Linked DNA regions of Sus scrofa: all the other regions are linked to region 4. The links are chromatin contacts, called in public Hi-C and HiChIP or PLAC-seq maps. All regions are on one chromosome and are shown on one strand. The core of a region is the stretch at or near the end of the contact, and the rest is flanking DNA. Distances in the headings are between cores, read along the strand shown. Region 1 overlaps LPP (lipoma-preferred partner). Region 2 overlaps LPP (lipoma-preferred partner). Region 3 overlaps LPP (lipoma-preferred partner). Region 4 overlaps LOC106508361 (a long non-coding RNA gene).

Region 1 (3,425 bases), core at 201-2,700, 290 kb after region 4:
CATGTATCCAAGGTTTATCCATGTTGCAGCTTCTGTCAGAACTTCCTTCCTTTTGATGGCTGACTAATAATACATTGTATATATACACCATATTTTGTTAATCCATTTGGGTACTAACTTTTTTTCTTCTTACTGTACCTGTGGCATGTGGAAGTTCCTAGGCCAGGGACTGAACCAACACCACAGCAGCACGCTGAGCTGCAGCAATGACACTGGATCCTTACTCTGCTAAGCCACAAGGGAACTCCTGGGTACTATTTATTTACCTTCATTTTACAGCGGAAGAATCTGAGGCTTTGAGGGGTTAATAAAAGTTCCCCAACATCACACAGTCAGTAGTGGAGCTAGGATTTGAACCCAGGGAGTGTGACTTCAAGGAATTCAGCTAGTGAGAGTGTGAAAAACCAGGGTGAATCTCGCCTGGATGGTGACACCTTCTCACACATTGCTGTGACATTTCATTACTGTTATGTCTAAGGAATAGCCAGCCTGGAGCAGAGGACAGGGCCTAAAGATGAGATTTTCTAAGCTGGCTCTGCTGCTAACTCTGAGTCTGACTTGGGTGATGATGTGTGCCCCTTTCTGAGTGTCATTTTTCCTACCTGGAAGATGGGGCCGTAGTTGATGACTGTGAACGTTTGATCATTGCGGAGTTGGACTCTAAGCATTCTACTTGGTTTATTGCCTTCAATTCTCCTGGCACTCCCACAAGGCAGATGTTGTTGTCCCCCCCCCCAGCCTTTTTTTTTGTCTTTTTGTCTTTTAGGGCCACACCCGAGGCATATGGAAGTCCCCAGGCTATGGGTTGAATCGGAGCTTTAGCTGCCAGCCTACTCCAGAGCCACAGTAACTCGGGATCTGAGCTGTGTCTGCGACCTTACACCACAGCTCACAACAATGTCAGATCCTTAACCCACTGAGCGAGGCCAGGGATCGAACCTGAGTCCTCATGGATGCTAGTCAGGTTTGTTAACCACTGAGTCACGACGGGAACTCCATATTGTCCCCTTTTTACCTGAGAAAAGTTAGGTCTAGAGAAGTGGAAAATTTTATCTAAACTCCTCCAGTTCCTGAGAGCAAAGCATTAGTGATCAGCATCTGACTCTGAAGCCCAGGATATTAGTGCTGGGCTTCTTGCCTTTAAGCAACCTTTAAGGTTTCTGTCTTCTGTGGCATGCATTCATCTAATTTTATTAAAGCTTTATTGGATTCCCACTTATGTGCCTCATACTCTTCTGGGCACTGATCCAGTACCGGGTTTAGAGTGAGAAAAAGACACGAAAAAATGATCCCTTGGAACTTACATTCTAGTAGGGAAGTGTGGAGGAGGCAGATAATAAATGAGCATGTAAACAGCAGAGAATGATAAGTAACACTGAGGAGTGTTCCCAGAGGTGCTCTGCCTGTGAGGGAATGGAGGAAGGGCCCTGGGAAGTGATGTGTAAGCTGAGCTCTAAATGACAAGGAGCCAGCCCTGTGGCAGGCAGTGGGGAGAACATTGTAGGCAGAGGACATGGTCAGTGCCAGGGCTGTGGGGTGGTAATGAGTTTGTGTCTTAGAAACAGAGGAGCCCAGTGTGCTAGGAATAGGGGGCTGCAGGAGGAGAACATGAGATGAGGGCGAGGCGAGAGCTGGTAGGTGTCAGTGGGCTCAAGAAGGGGCTTGGACCTGAGTGGGGGTGTGATGGGAAGCATCTGAGTTGTGTTTACCAGCATCACTGGGGCTACTGTGGGGGAGATGGATGGCAAGGAGGAGGCAAGAGTAGAAGCAAGGTGAGGTGACTCTTGAAATAGTCCAGGTGAGAGGTGGAGGTAACAGTTATTAGGGCAGTCAAAGTGGAGCCAGAGAAAAGAGGATGAGTTCATAACGTGTTTTGTTGGGATGGTCTACAGGATGTCAAGTGCAGTTCCCTACAGAGAAATGTCAAGCTCAAGTGAGCAGGAATCTGAGAGACCCTGATGGAGGTGAAAACATGTGCAGTGGGGAGTGTACAGACTTGCAGCTGGTCCAGACTAAGGAGTCTAAGTCCTCCCTGCTTTGGTTTCTAATCTTAAGCTTCTGGCCAAGGAATGGAGTGGCTTCCTGACTCTGACTTCCTGGCTGGGAGCTGTTGGAACACCCGAAAATAAGCCCTGAAGAACACGCTGCTTCCTTTGCTCTCTCTGGGTATTTGTATAAAGCATTCTTTCCCACCAAGAATACGGAACATTCAGAGTGATGTTGACTTTATGGGCCATATTTAACTTAGTGTTTTTCCTTGATGTGTCCTCTGTTTTTGCAGAGACTCCTGCCTCTTGTAAACTCCATGGTGAGAAGCCTTCAGCTACCTTATATCTTATGGGTCTGGAAGGCTCTGGGCGGGGGTGCCTGGAAAAGCTGGGCTTCAAAACCTCACCTTGGCCTGGGGACCCTGGCCCAAGAATACCCACCTGCTCCCTTATTTACATTTGAATTCACACTTGCTGGTCCTTCCACGCTCCCTGTAATTCCTCTTAATGGGCTGGGCTTTCCTGTAAACACTCCAATTTTCAGTGCAGAAACTGGTCTCAGAGAAGTTAGGCCACTTAGTCAGTGTAAGGAGGTGGCCGAGTCAGATTGGGAATCCAAGACCCCTGACTGAGCCTTGTGCTCTGGCCACCAGGTCAAAGTGACCGAGCTTGTAACCTTATGCCCCTGGGTGTCTCATGGCGATCTTATCCTGTACTCAGCCTAAGCCTAGAGATGCTCAGAGATCATAAACAAAGTCATCTGAAATTCACTCCTTTGGCTTCATCACATACTTCTTTCCAAACAGTTTATAGTGTATAGTTACTGGATTTTTTTTTTAAGGTCTTTAACATCATCTCTTAAAAACAATGTTTTGTTTTTGCTCATGCGAATTTCTTTTAAAATTTCTCTCCTATTACCCATTCATTTAGTCAACAAACATTTATTGAATTCTTACTGTATGCCAGGCATTGTGCTAGGTGCTGGGGATGGATTCAAAGATAATTTGGAGGCGTATGGAAGGGGAGTGGATAATTACAGCACAGTGAGATAAGTGCTATAATAGAGGGATATATAAAGAGCTAGAAATAGCACTATGAATAACATCTCTGAACAAATTGCTTTCTTTTTTTCCTTTTGGATTATTCCCTTATGTATATTGCCCAAAGTGGGATTACTGGGTCATTTAAAAGATGAAAACAATTTGGCACAAAAAGATGTAATGACTTGCCTGGGGAATACAGCTCAATTTTCAACTGGGGAAAAAATTGTTGACAACTCCAGATTTAGACACCTCACCAGGAGGATTGGGCAGTTTTTACACTAGTCCTATAAGCATGGTGGTTTTCAGGGGAAGCACCTATTCTAAACATATCATCCCGAGTGTAGAAACACATATCTTTATATTTGATCTTACAAATTTAATGTTCATGCCCACA
Region 2 (3,311 bases), core at 200-2,699, 410 kb after region 4:
AGCTGTACTTCATGGAATCTGAAACTGTATACCCTGTTTACTATTTAGAGCTGATACCCGATGTTCTTTAACAGGGAATATCTGTACTTGAGCAAGAACAGGTTTCTGGCCTCTGGTAGAACATTGATTTTCCTTATTTTCTACAAGGTGATTCATTAGCAGGGATGAATAATGCCCAATTAATTCTCATGGACTTGTCTATATTGCTAGAGTGCATTGTTTATTATAATTTAATAGAAACAGCCCTAATCTGTCTTAACACAAATAAATCAGTGATTTTTTTTTTTTTTTTTTTTGAGGTGGAGGTAGAGACAGTAGTTATAAGTAAAATTATTTTCTTAGTCATCTGGATAGAATCTCATTGTTTGCAGGAGTGAAGCAATGCATTATGGGTTATGTTCTATGAACCCAAATTCATGAGAATCTAATTCTACTGCTAGCTCTGGGCCTTGGACAAGTCACTTTCCCTTCTCTGGGGTCCTTTTCAGTATCTAACAACAGATAAAGTTGGACTGGTCAGTATGGCATTTCTTCTAGTCAAATGTCCTATTTTTTACAATGTTTTTCCCTTGGCCAATCCTTTCTCCTACTGCCGCTTTTCCAATGTCATAGGAGAATGCAGTATGTGAAAATAGTTGTTCTTTTCAGCATTTGACTTTTGTACATACCAGAAGGGCAGGTAGTGATTTGAACTATACATACAGTATGATTGGCCATTTATGCATTTTTTTGGTTCCCATTCAGTTTCTGGTAGAAAAGAAAAAACATCTGTTCTTCCGTGTTTCTCTGCTCTATAATCTGGGTCTCAGTTTCACAGACTCTGGTAGCATAGAGAGGTTCCTCTTCTGTTTGTTGTTTGACTTTTCCAGGGTTGCAGTCAGTGACCTTAAGGAGAGATCAGAATGTTAAAGGCAGAGGGGACTTTAAGAACCACTCTAGCCAAATTCTTTCATTACAGAGATGGAGATTTTGGGTCAAGGAGAGAATCTGATTTGTCTAATGTATTAGTGGGCTAGAAGATCTGGGCTAGAATTCTTTCTTCTGACTCCATAGTTATATCTCTGTTTTAGGAGAGAAATCTCTATGTGAAGTGTGCTTTCTCTTCCTGATTTTAAAGGGACGCCATTTTCAGGCAAAACCAATCCCATTGTCAACACAGGGATGTGAGCTGCCCTTGAAACATAAATGGATGCCAAGCCTCTCTGTTTTTTCCATGAGGCATGGTATAGAGGATTCTGGCTGCTTGTCTTCTCTGTGTTTATTAGGAGGCTGTGGATTTCCCTGTAGTTCTTCCTGTAAGAGATTACTTGCCCCTGACCTCACCACTGTGTCTTCCTGCCCTTTTCTGATCCAGTGAATTATAGGAAGCTGAGTATGAGTTCCTAGCTGGCTATGTACTACGCATAGTTGGGAACATTAATAAAGAGAAGACAGATGCAGGATTAATACACAGGGGACAGGAGAGTAATAGCCAACATGGTGAAATCTAGTTCAAGGCCTGCAGTTCACAGTCACTGTGCTACCCAAGATTAACAGCAGCATCTTTCATTCTTTCAGACCTTCTCTCTGCCTTGTTCTCGTGGGACTGGGCTGGGACTGACAATCAGCTGGGATGATCTTTGCCAAAATCAAACTAATGTTTTCATGAGATTTCCAGAGAAGAGAGTAGTAATTATCTAATAGTTAGAAGATAACTTTGAGGCCACTGGGTCTTAACACTTATCTTATACCTCATAATCCTGGCATGTAGAGTGTGGCAATTATATTACTGAGTCTGTGGTTCAATCCTGGCTCTACTTAATTTGCTGTGACTTTGGTGAAAGCATGACTTTCCTCTGAACCTCAGTTTCTCCATCTGTAATATGGGAGGGGGAGGAGGCGGAAGCGAGTGAAATAGATGATGTCTGAGTTTCCCCAACTCTGATTTTCATGAGTCTCTGATTTTTCTAAGGTCCCATAGCAAGTTTGCAGCCAAGCTGAATCTGAAATTCTTTGTCTGGTTTGGAGTGCTCATCATGAAAACTTCCACTGTCTCTTTCTAAGCTGCATGCTTGTGTCTTTTAGCCTTGTTTTATTAAATAAACTTCTTTCTCTCTGAGTTGGAAGATCCCTTTCTGTCAAGGGACTTGCCTAAGGCAGTAGTTATTAATTTGTCTCTCTGTGTGTGTGTTTAGCGGTAGGGGAAAGGATTATGGAATATTTGGAAATGCAGATGAATCTATGAAATAGAAAATACATGTCTGCATAGAATGTTGTCTATAATTTCAGGAGGTCTGTAAACCTTCTGAAGATCATATATAGGTTCTAGATTAAGCAAAAGATATTTTTCAGTGTGGGAAGTCTGTGATGACATTTGGGTAACATACATTTCCTTTGCTGTTGGATTTCTCCCACAATTCACCTATTGTTTTGCTCTGAGTGTCAGACTCATTTATGAGCATGACTCTGGACATTTATTACATTTCAAGTTGTTGAGTGATGTCTTAATATTGAAATTCTTATTCTACTTATTTTATTCATTCACTCACTCACACACATTCACTCACTCAGGTGTTGTTTTAATCCAAAATCTGCTAAGTGCTATCCATTTTAATACTTCATTTCATTAATCTCATAAAGTAGAAAATTATTTTTTCCCACCTTTCTTATGTGGACCCTGAGCTCAGAGAGTTTGTGTAATTTGTCTAATGTCATACAGCAAATAAAATAGCAAAGTCTGGATTCAAATGCACATCTGCTTCAAGATGTGTGAATACCTCCAGAGATAACACAGACTATGAATAGGGACAGTGAAACAATTCTAAAAACTGTAGAAGTTTCTGGTAGGAATTGGACAGAGGCCCCCTGAAGAATACTCTGAATGTGAGCAATGGGAGTTCAGAGATGAACAAGATCATATGTCCTGAAACATTTACATGAAAATTCATTAATTAAGTACTCTGCTGGTACCTTCAGGCAGAATAAGAAAGTTGGGCAGTTGTATAAACTGCCTTATAAATAACTCATATTTTTCCCATTCTTTCAAACTTGTATCAGGTTAGTATTCTCAGTTTCTCCATTTTTATAAGTGAGAGGAGGAGGAGACAGAGTGATAGGGTCATAGAGCCCTGATCATACTGCAGGTTATCAACTGAATTGGAATCTCAATGCTTTGGGAAATCCATTTGTTGTTTTCTCCCTATTATGCGGGGGATTTTTACTAGAGATAGACTCCTGGCTGTGCACAGATCAGCACAGATGCAGATGTGAGCAGTTAGAATTTGGATCGTGCCAAGATGTAATGACTGCCACATGTGTGAAGCTCATCTCAA
Region 3 (3,259 bases), core at 230-2,729, 450 kb after region 4:
ATTTACTGAGCTCAATGGGCTCACGCTGTTATTACCCCTTTTCTTGGTCTTGTACAGAAAAAATCTGTTAGAATCAGAGCCATAGAAGAAACTTACTTAGGAGAACTTTTTTTTTTTTTTTTTTTTTTTTTTTAAATAAACACAGCACATTCCACAGACCAGCTATACCAGTCTGTAACATAGCATGTTGTTGAAAGCAGGGTTTTGGAGATCATCTTGTTAATGCTTATTATTTTAGAGCTGGAGGATTTGAGGTCCAGAGAGGGTATATATTTTCTTGGTCACTTAGCCAAATAGAACCACTGTCATTAAATGTGACCCAGAGTGGGAGGTCGGGGGTCTCCTGACTTCCATGCTCACTTCCAGCGGTGTGGGTACTGACTCTTTTGGAAGAGAAATTCTTAATGTCTATGTCCTTTTCTCTGCCGTTTACCTACTCTTCCTAGTATCATCCAACAATCGACAGAGTTTCTTGATTCTTTAATGAAACTTTTCCACTGCAAACACTTTCTGGAAGCAGAATAACTGGGTTTGAATCCAATTTCCAGTATGTACTAGCTGCTATATTACCTTGCATAAGCCACTTGAACTTGTCTAAATCTTGGTTGTTGTATATTCAAGTTAAAAAGAACAAATTGTTCCCTAAGATTTCGCCACCTGAGACTCCATATAACTTCTTGGACATCAAATGGCCTGTCCTGGCTGTTGTCACCCGTTTGTAGCAAATAAAAACCAGTGAGTTAGTAATTGGTTTGTTTCCATTCTCTCCTTTACCTTCTCTTGCAGCCTGGTCTTCCAGTGCTATTGTTTTCCTGTCAGGGCTGATTGTTTCATTTGCAAATGACATTCTGAATCTGAAGTGACAGTGCAATGTGGAGTATGTCTCTATTCAGCCTCACTTCTTTATGGGAGACAATTACTTACTTGAATAGATTGATGCTTCTCTTTTTCTTCTTGGTTTACTGGGATCTGCAGATGTAGTTGGGTTTTTCTTGCCACCACCTGTGTTGCCAGCATGGGGATGGCACCTTTAGCATTGATTTGCATTCACGCTTACTCTGTGCAAGGCAGGTTGGCCTTAATGTGTTGATTCCTAGCCTACCTCCCTTCACTCTACAATTCCTGGTCAATGGGACTCATAGGAGTGAAGACAGTTTTTGTAAGAACTTCATCTTACTCAGCTGGCGGACTTTTAGGAGGAATCACGGGACATGAGAGTTGGGAGGAATGGTAGCCAGCATCTAATCTTCAGTTTACAGATAGGGAGATGCGCTGGGAGATATGCTGAGGTTCAAGACACAAGAGTTCAAAAGACGAAAGTGGTAGAGCCGGTGAGTGGCTGAGCTGAAAATTATGCCCAAGTCCTTTGCATTTCAGTCTAGTGTTTTTTTTTTTTCCAGTATTTCCAACTGTCTCTCAGATAGTCTATATAAAGGTTTGGCATTTCTGTGGAGTTGTTCTCTCATCACCCCTTCCGAGTAATGCCAGCTGTCCATGCAGAGAGTGGGGCACTTAGCCAGTGCAGGGCCAAAGCTGCCTGTAAAGAGAAGTGGAGTGAATGCATTGACATTTTCAGTCCATGGCAGATCCTGTTTGCCCTTCCGGCTCTCATCTGACCTGATGCTTCAGAGGAAGAGTGATTACATTTGCTGTTCAACTAACAATTGTGTGCAATTTTCAGCCTGCCTTATTCTTGAACGTTGTCTTCCCACGCTTCCATCACATGCCACAGCATATTTGCTTCGTAATTACACTGGTAGGGACTTACCTACACCACTTGGAAAAGGTTTGCCTAAAGTACTTATTTACTTGTGCATAATAAATCTTGATTGATACCTTGGTAATCTCTGAGATCAATCTAAGGTTCCCTCCCACAAGAGGGAGGATTGAAGAGTCAGGGCAATGAGTGACAAAAAAAGAAGGGGGAAAAAAAGAGGACTGTACTTCCTCACTGGTGATCTAAGAGGAGAATTATAGATGATTTGGCTGACTTTTACTTGTTTCTAGCTATATATATATAATCAGGAGCTTCCATAGACTCATGAGTTTTGAGTAGAGTTGTTGTTAGCGTTTATCTAGTAACCTAATGACATCTTTTTCAGAGGAGGACACTGTGATCCCAGAGAGAGCAAAGGTTGTACTGTGAGCTCATGGTATAGCTAAGACTGGGAGCTAGGTCTGAATTTAGAAGATCAGGTATCTTTGAGCTGAGTTCCAAGTTGGAGAAAAGGATAATTAGCTGTAACCTATAAGGGGAAGCTCAGTGTAGCATTTTAATACCCCCTTAAGGAAGCAGTTTTGAAATTTTAGGAAGGCACTGATTTTTATATAAAGAGAGAAGATAGTGAAACATCTCTAAAATATAGGAGAATGTTATTTAAATCTCAGTTGTTTAAGTGGACAATCCTAAAGTTTAGTTGGCTATCAACTACATCTGATGTTTAAGTCGCAAAGTATCTCAGCTTCTCAAATCTTCCATCAATAAAATGGTGATGTTAATACCTGCCATGTCCCTCAGTATCATTCATTTATTCAGCAAACATTGACCAAGAGCCAGGTCTTGGGTTAATTGCCAAGGGAGATTTAGGGACTAATGCAACATGATTTAAAGATTAATATAAACACTCTGAGTCAATCATTAGCAACACTTGAATCAGAATACATACATAAAGATTCCCAGGTGAATCTAGTGTGCAGACAGTTTGAAAACCACTTCCTTAAGCTTATAGTACTTGGTGTTAGATAATACCATGCAATGGGTGGTTGGTTGTTTTTAAATTTTGGTAATCTAAGTAAATATTTAAAGAAGAGTACACTGTGGATTTTAGAAAAGAAGCAAAACTTGAGCAAACACTAGTTCATTCTATTTTTGTGGATGACAGTGACTTGTCATTTACATGCCATCTTTAGCAAGGCTTGGTAACTTTTTTTAGTATTAAATGTCACTTTACCTGTAGTCTTATGTATTCCCTCTGGTGAGGAAGGGTCTTGGTTGTCATATGGCCTTTTGCAGTTGTTTGTGTTTGGTTATGTTTGATCAGTTTGGTCAGACTTTTGGCTTTATCAGTTTGTGTGGCTCATGATAGATTTGATGGAACAAAGCAGAGAAGACATTGCGGCAAGTAGCACCCAAGAGCTACGAATGGATATAAAAGCAAAACCTCCTGTTTCTATGTGATGACTTCCTTTGGATTTTGGTCTTTTCCTTTTTCCTATAGAGAGGCTGTACCATGGTGGAGACCATGGACTTGGGGGTCCA
Region 4 (3,757 bases), core at 1,209-3,708:
CACCACACTCTGTCTCATGGGAACATCCTCCCATGGTTGGCTCCAGACAAGTCTGACCCTGCTTCCACAAGAATGCAATGTGTGGCTGCCAATCTCACAGGTGACTCTACTTGTCTCAAATCCGTATCTTCAAAGTCCCATGAGCAGCATGTCTTTCCAGTCTCCAGCCCAACCTGTCTTGTGAACTAAATTTCTACCACTCCTCCCCATCATCTCTGCGCTGGAGGAAGTCTCTGTGGTACCAAAGCTATTGTTTACCTGTTTGGCTGGGAATCCTCCACTCTGAGGGTAGACTTCCTTCTCTGTGTTTAGGTCAGCAGATGCCATCTTCAAGTTTAGTGTTATGTTTCTGCTTTTGACCTCAGCCTCCCCTTATGCTTGGTTCAAGATGGCTAGCTATACGAGAGACTGAGACAAATTATCTTTAGTTCTAGAATGACGTGACTCTCCCTAGTGCCGAACTACATGGAGGAAACTTCAGGCTGAAAGAAGGCACACAGGCAAATACATTTCAAATGGCCTTGGAACTTCTGTTTTATTTGCAAGAAGAATACAATTCTTATTTTTTCCTTGATTTGGGTATATGTTCTACAGTCTTTATCAAACACCTAGGTTGTGTTTTAAGATTTTGTATGAAGATTTTACATTCATTATCTTATTTATGCCCATAACAACCATTTCAAGCCAGATATTATTGTATCATATCACTACATTTTATAAGAGCACTGTGGTTATAGGCTAGTGTTTTAATCTTTTGTTCTATTATTAGAAGCCAGGACTGCGATTCAGAAAACCTAGATTCTAACCCCTCCGTGACCTTCAGCAAGTCACTTTCTCTCTTTGGCCCTCAGTCTTTCCATCTGTAAAACAGAAGAGGTGTGGGGTGAACAAATGAGCTGCAACAACCCTAATCCTGGGGTACCAAGAAATCTTGGTCGGCCTCTCACAATCACTTGTCCATTTTCAGTGTGACCAGAGAGAAGAAAAAAAAAAAAAGAAAAACCCACAGCTGGATCCAGGAGCACAAACCTCTCTCCACTATTTGCCACAGAGATGGTAAGTGAGAAATATTATCTCAACTGAAAGGACAACATGTCCATAATCATTCAATACAACTGGCACAGTGACAATTATTTTTTTAATGTAGAAATTCTGCTTGGTTCAAGTAAAGAAATGTTTGAGAGAAAGTTCAAGTTTTGAAACTGCTAATGCCTTCCTGCGATGGTGTGTGGGACTCGGTGGGGGTGGGGAACAGTAAGCCAGACAGTTCATCTTAGGGGTAACCTCTTTGGTTTATGTAAAATAAATGACTCATATCAAATTCATTTTTGTAGGCTGCCATGCCTGAAGGAGGACCAAGCCATGCTCAAAAGAGATTGAGTCCTTCTTACAATTAATCAGCTACACCCCTGTGTTGTATGTCTTGATGTCTAATTTCCAGAGGAAAGATTGTTGTCAAACCAAATAAATGACGATGCTTTTGGAAAAGAAAAAAAAAAAAAAAAAAGCAATCAAAAGGAAAACCCACCTCTCCTCAATGTAAAGATGTCGATATGAACTCACCTATTGTTTGTATTTCACACCCACAGTCTTGATGCCTATTATCTCTGAAATTATATCAGTTTCCAAAAATCACTTGAAACACTCCTACACCTGGAGCTTTTGATAAACAGTCCAGCTCCTACAGAGAGAAGCACTTTTTGTGTGTGCATGCATGTGTGCGTGTGTGTGTGTGTGTGTGTGTGTGTGTGTGTGTGTGTTAGAGGTTGAAAGACAGAGAAAGACAAGTTGGGGGAGATGGAGAAAGTGACAGTACAGTTGTGAGTTGCACCCTAGACACCTGCGAAGACCAGAGGGGCTTTACTGTAACCTAGAAGAAAGTCAATGGGTACGGGGCTTCCCTCCATGGATCTCGCTCTTGAGACTGTAAGAAACTTTGAGGGTAATTTTACTCTGATGCTAAGAATAAAAATAATGATTAATGTTTTTGAGCACTTACAATGTTCCAGGAACTTTTCTAAGAGCTTTAATACATATGAAATCACATATTACTCACAAGTCTATGAGGCTGATACTATTATTATCACATTCTATAGATGAAAGGAAAAAAAAAAAAGAATCACAAAGAGGCAAGCTCCCCCATCTCTGGCTTATTGACACTGAATTAAAATCTTGCTGATCCCCATCAAGACTGAGGATGCCACTCTCTCTGGGAAGCACCGTCAGGGAAACAGAATGTTACCCTCCTCTGAAGCCCCAAGATTTCTCCTGGTGTTGAAGCCACTGCCTTAAACTACAGTGATCCCGGGAGTTTCGTCGTGGCTCAGCAGGTTACCAACCCCACTAGTATCCATGAGGATGAAGGTGTGATCTCTGGCCTCGCTCAATGGGTTAAAGGAACCGGCATTGCCGTGAGCTGTGATGTAGGTCACAGACAAGTCTCGGATCCCGAGTTGCTGTGGTTGTGCTGTAGGCTGGCAGCTGTAGCTCCAATTCGACCCCTAGTCTGGGAACTTCATATGCCACAGGTACGGCCCTGAAAAGCAAAACAAACAAAAACCTAATGATCTGGGCACCTGCCAAATCATCTCTGGAAGAGTTTAAGTTTTTTAGGATCAGGGTAGTATTAATATTATGGCTGTTTTCCCACAGCCATAGCAAACTGCCTGGCACTACACAGGCACTTAAGAAATACTAGCTGAATAAGTAGATGGAGAGACTCAAGTTTCAGACCCAAGTTCTCACAGTCATGTTAGAAAAATCAATACACAGCCAGCTCTCCAGAGTCAAAGCTATCTGTGACTTTTAAAATAAAACACCTCATTTATTTTTAGCCCTGTAGGGTTTTCCTCTGAATTCATTTTCACTTCTTAGATGCTTACAGTGGGTGCCCTGTCCATTTGGCCTGGGAAGTAGGTTTCAAAAGAAATACTGTAATGCAAGAGAGAAAACTTAAATCATGTCAAGTTCTGAAGTTTGTTGTGCCCCCATTGCTAATCCTGAAGTTAATTTCACCCAGGTTAAACTGACATCGTTCTTAGCTTTCAAGGAGCTCCTCATCATTTTAGAAATAGAGCAGAACTCCATTGAGAACAGAGCCTCATCCCCAAAGCATATCAGGATGATAGAGAAAACCTGAGATGTAGCAAGATGCCTCTGATAAAAGCATAATCTTATAAGAACCTCCTTAAAATAGACAATCCACCAAAACTCACCCAATTTAACCCTCTCATTTGGGGATAATGTGGCTCAGAGAGAAGAAATGAGTTGCCAAAGGTGACAAATCAGTTTTAAAAAAGAAGTGAGGATAGACTTGGGGCAGGGAACTCCTAGGTGAGAGTCTTGCCTTTTATATTTTGCTAGCCTTCATGACTGGGTTACAAGTCAGTGATACCTAAAATAAAGCCAATTACATTTGAGGCAAAAGTTTGACGTGGGTTTGAGAAAGTCCTTAGCTCAAGCAAGAGTTAAGGGCCGGGATGACGGGGTGGAGGGTGAGGGATCTCTATTTTTGACCACATGCTAAACATTTGTACCTACTAAGCATAGCAGGATAAATTAGTTGGTTGGCGTCAAAGGACCGTGAGTCACTGTTCTAACCAGCAATAAATCCAGTTGCTGGCACAGAAGGGATCAAATGCAAAATGACAGCTGAGATGGGAGCATACTGGCCTCCCTCCATCCATGGTTCTTCTGTCCCTGTCCATGCTGGTGGAAAATGTTACATTGCCTCACAGTGACGTTGAGGCTTTTAGAG

Evidence for each region. A called contact is a pair of places that touch in the nucleus more often than the background predicts. HiChIP or PLAC-seq counts read pairs in DNA pulled down with a chosen protein or histone mark.
Region 1: a Hi-C map of skeletal muscle shows a contact between it and region 4, with 3 times the contacts expected there. The contact joins two enhancer-like sites. A contact is called at or near these places in 1 of 47 Hi-C or Micro-C datasets (skeletal muscle) and 2 of 2 datasets of contacts at active chromatin or transcription factors (alveolar macrophages and skeletal muscle).
Region 2: a contact with region 4 is called in an H3K27ac HiChIP or PLAC-seq map of skeletal muscle, with 4 times the contacts expected there. The contact joins two enhancer-like sites. A contact is called at or near these places in 3 of 47 Hi-C or Micro-C datasets (psoas muscle and skeletal muscle) and 2 of 2 datasets of contacts at active chromatin or transcription factors (alveolar macrophages and skeletal muscle).
Region 3: an H3K27ac HiChIP or PLAC-seq map of skeletal muscle shows a contact between it and region 4. The contact joins two enhancer-like sites. A contact is called at or near these places in 1 of 47 Hi-C or Micro-C datasets (skeletal muscle) and 2 of 2 datasets of contacts at active chromatin or transcription factors (alveolar macrophages and skeletal muscle).

The regions. Positions count from the first base shown.
Region 1 is chr13:125,847,956-125,851,380 of Sscrofa11.1, forward strand. The region is part of intron 1 of LPP (lipoma-preferred partner); the gene reads left to right. Among named protein-coding and RNA genes, the nearest start is that of LPP, 67 kb to the left of the region's middle. Within about 2 kb of position 1,451, at least 11 of the 83 cell types and tissues checked have an H3K27ac peak or open chromatin away from gene starts, as enhancers often do. A contact at or near this core is called in skeletal muscle, where this site is marked.
Region 2 is chr13:125,961,877-125,965,187 of Sscrofa11.1, forward strand. The region is part of intron 2 of LPP (lipoma-preferred partner); the gene reads left to right. Among named protein-coding and RNA genes, the nearest start is that of LPP, 180 kb to the left of the region's middle. Within about 2 kb of position 1,450, at least 8 of the 83 cell types and tissues checked have an H3K27ac peak or open chromatin away from gene starts, as enhancers often do. A contact at or near this core is called in skeletal muscle, where this site is marked.
Region 3 is chr13:126,004,057-126,007,315 of Sscrofa11.1, forward strand. The region is part of intron 2 of LPP (lipoma-preferred partner); the gene reads left to right. Among named protein-coding and RNA genes, the nearest start is that of LPP, 220 kb to the left of the region's middle. Within about 2 kb of position 1,480, at least 3 of the 83 cell types and tissues checked have an H3K27ac peak or open chromatin away from gene starts, as enhancers often do. A contact at or near this core is called in skeletal muscle, where this site is marked.
Region 4 is chr13:125,553,398-125,557,154 of Sscrofa11.1, forward strand. It overlaps LOC106508361 (a long non-coding RNA gene), which reads left to right. Exons shown (of 2, transcript XR_001304512.2): 1 at 1-1,056; 2 at 1,335-1,538. It overlaps LOC110256388 (a long non-coding RNA gene), which reads right to left. Exons shown (of 2, transcript XR_002337801.1): 2 at 2,801-3,757. Among named protein-coding and RNA genes, the nearest start is that of BCL6, 170 kb to the left of the region's middle. Within about 2 kb of position 2,459, at least 3 of the 83 cell types and tissues checked have an H3K27ac peak or open chromatin away from gene starts, as enhancers often do. A contact at or near this core is called in skeletal muscle, where this site is marked.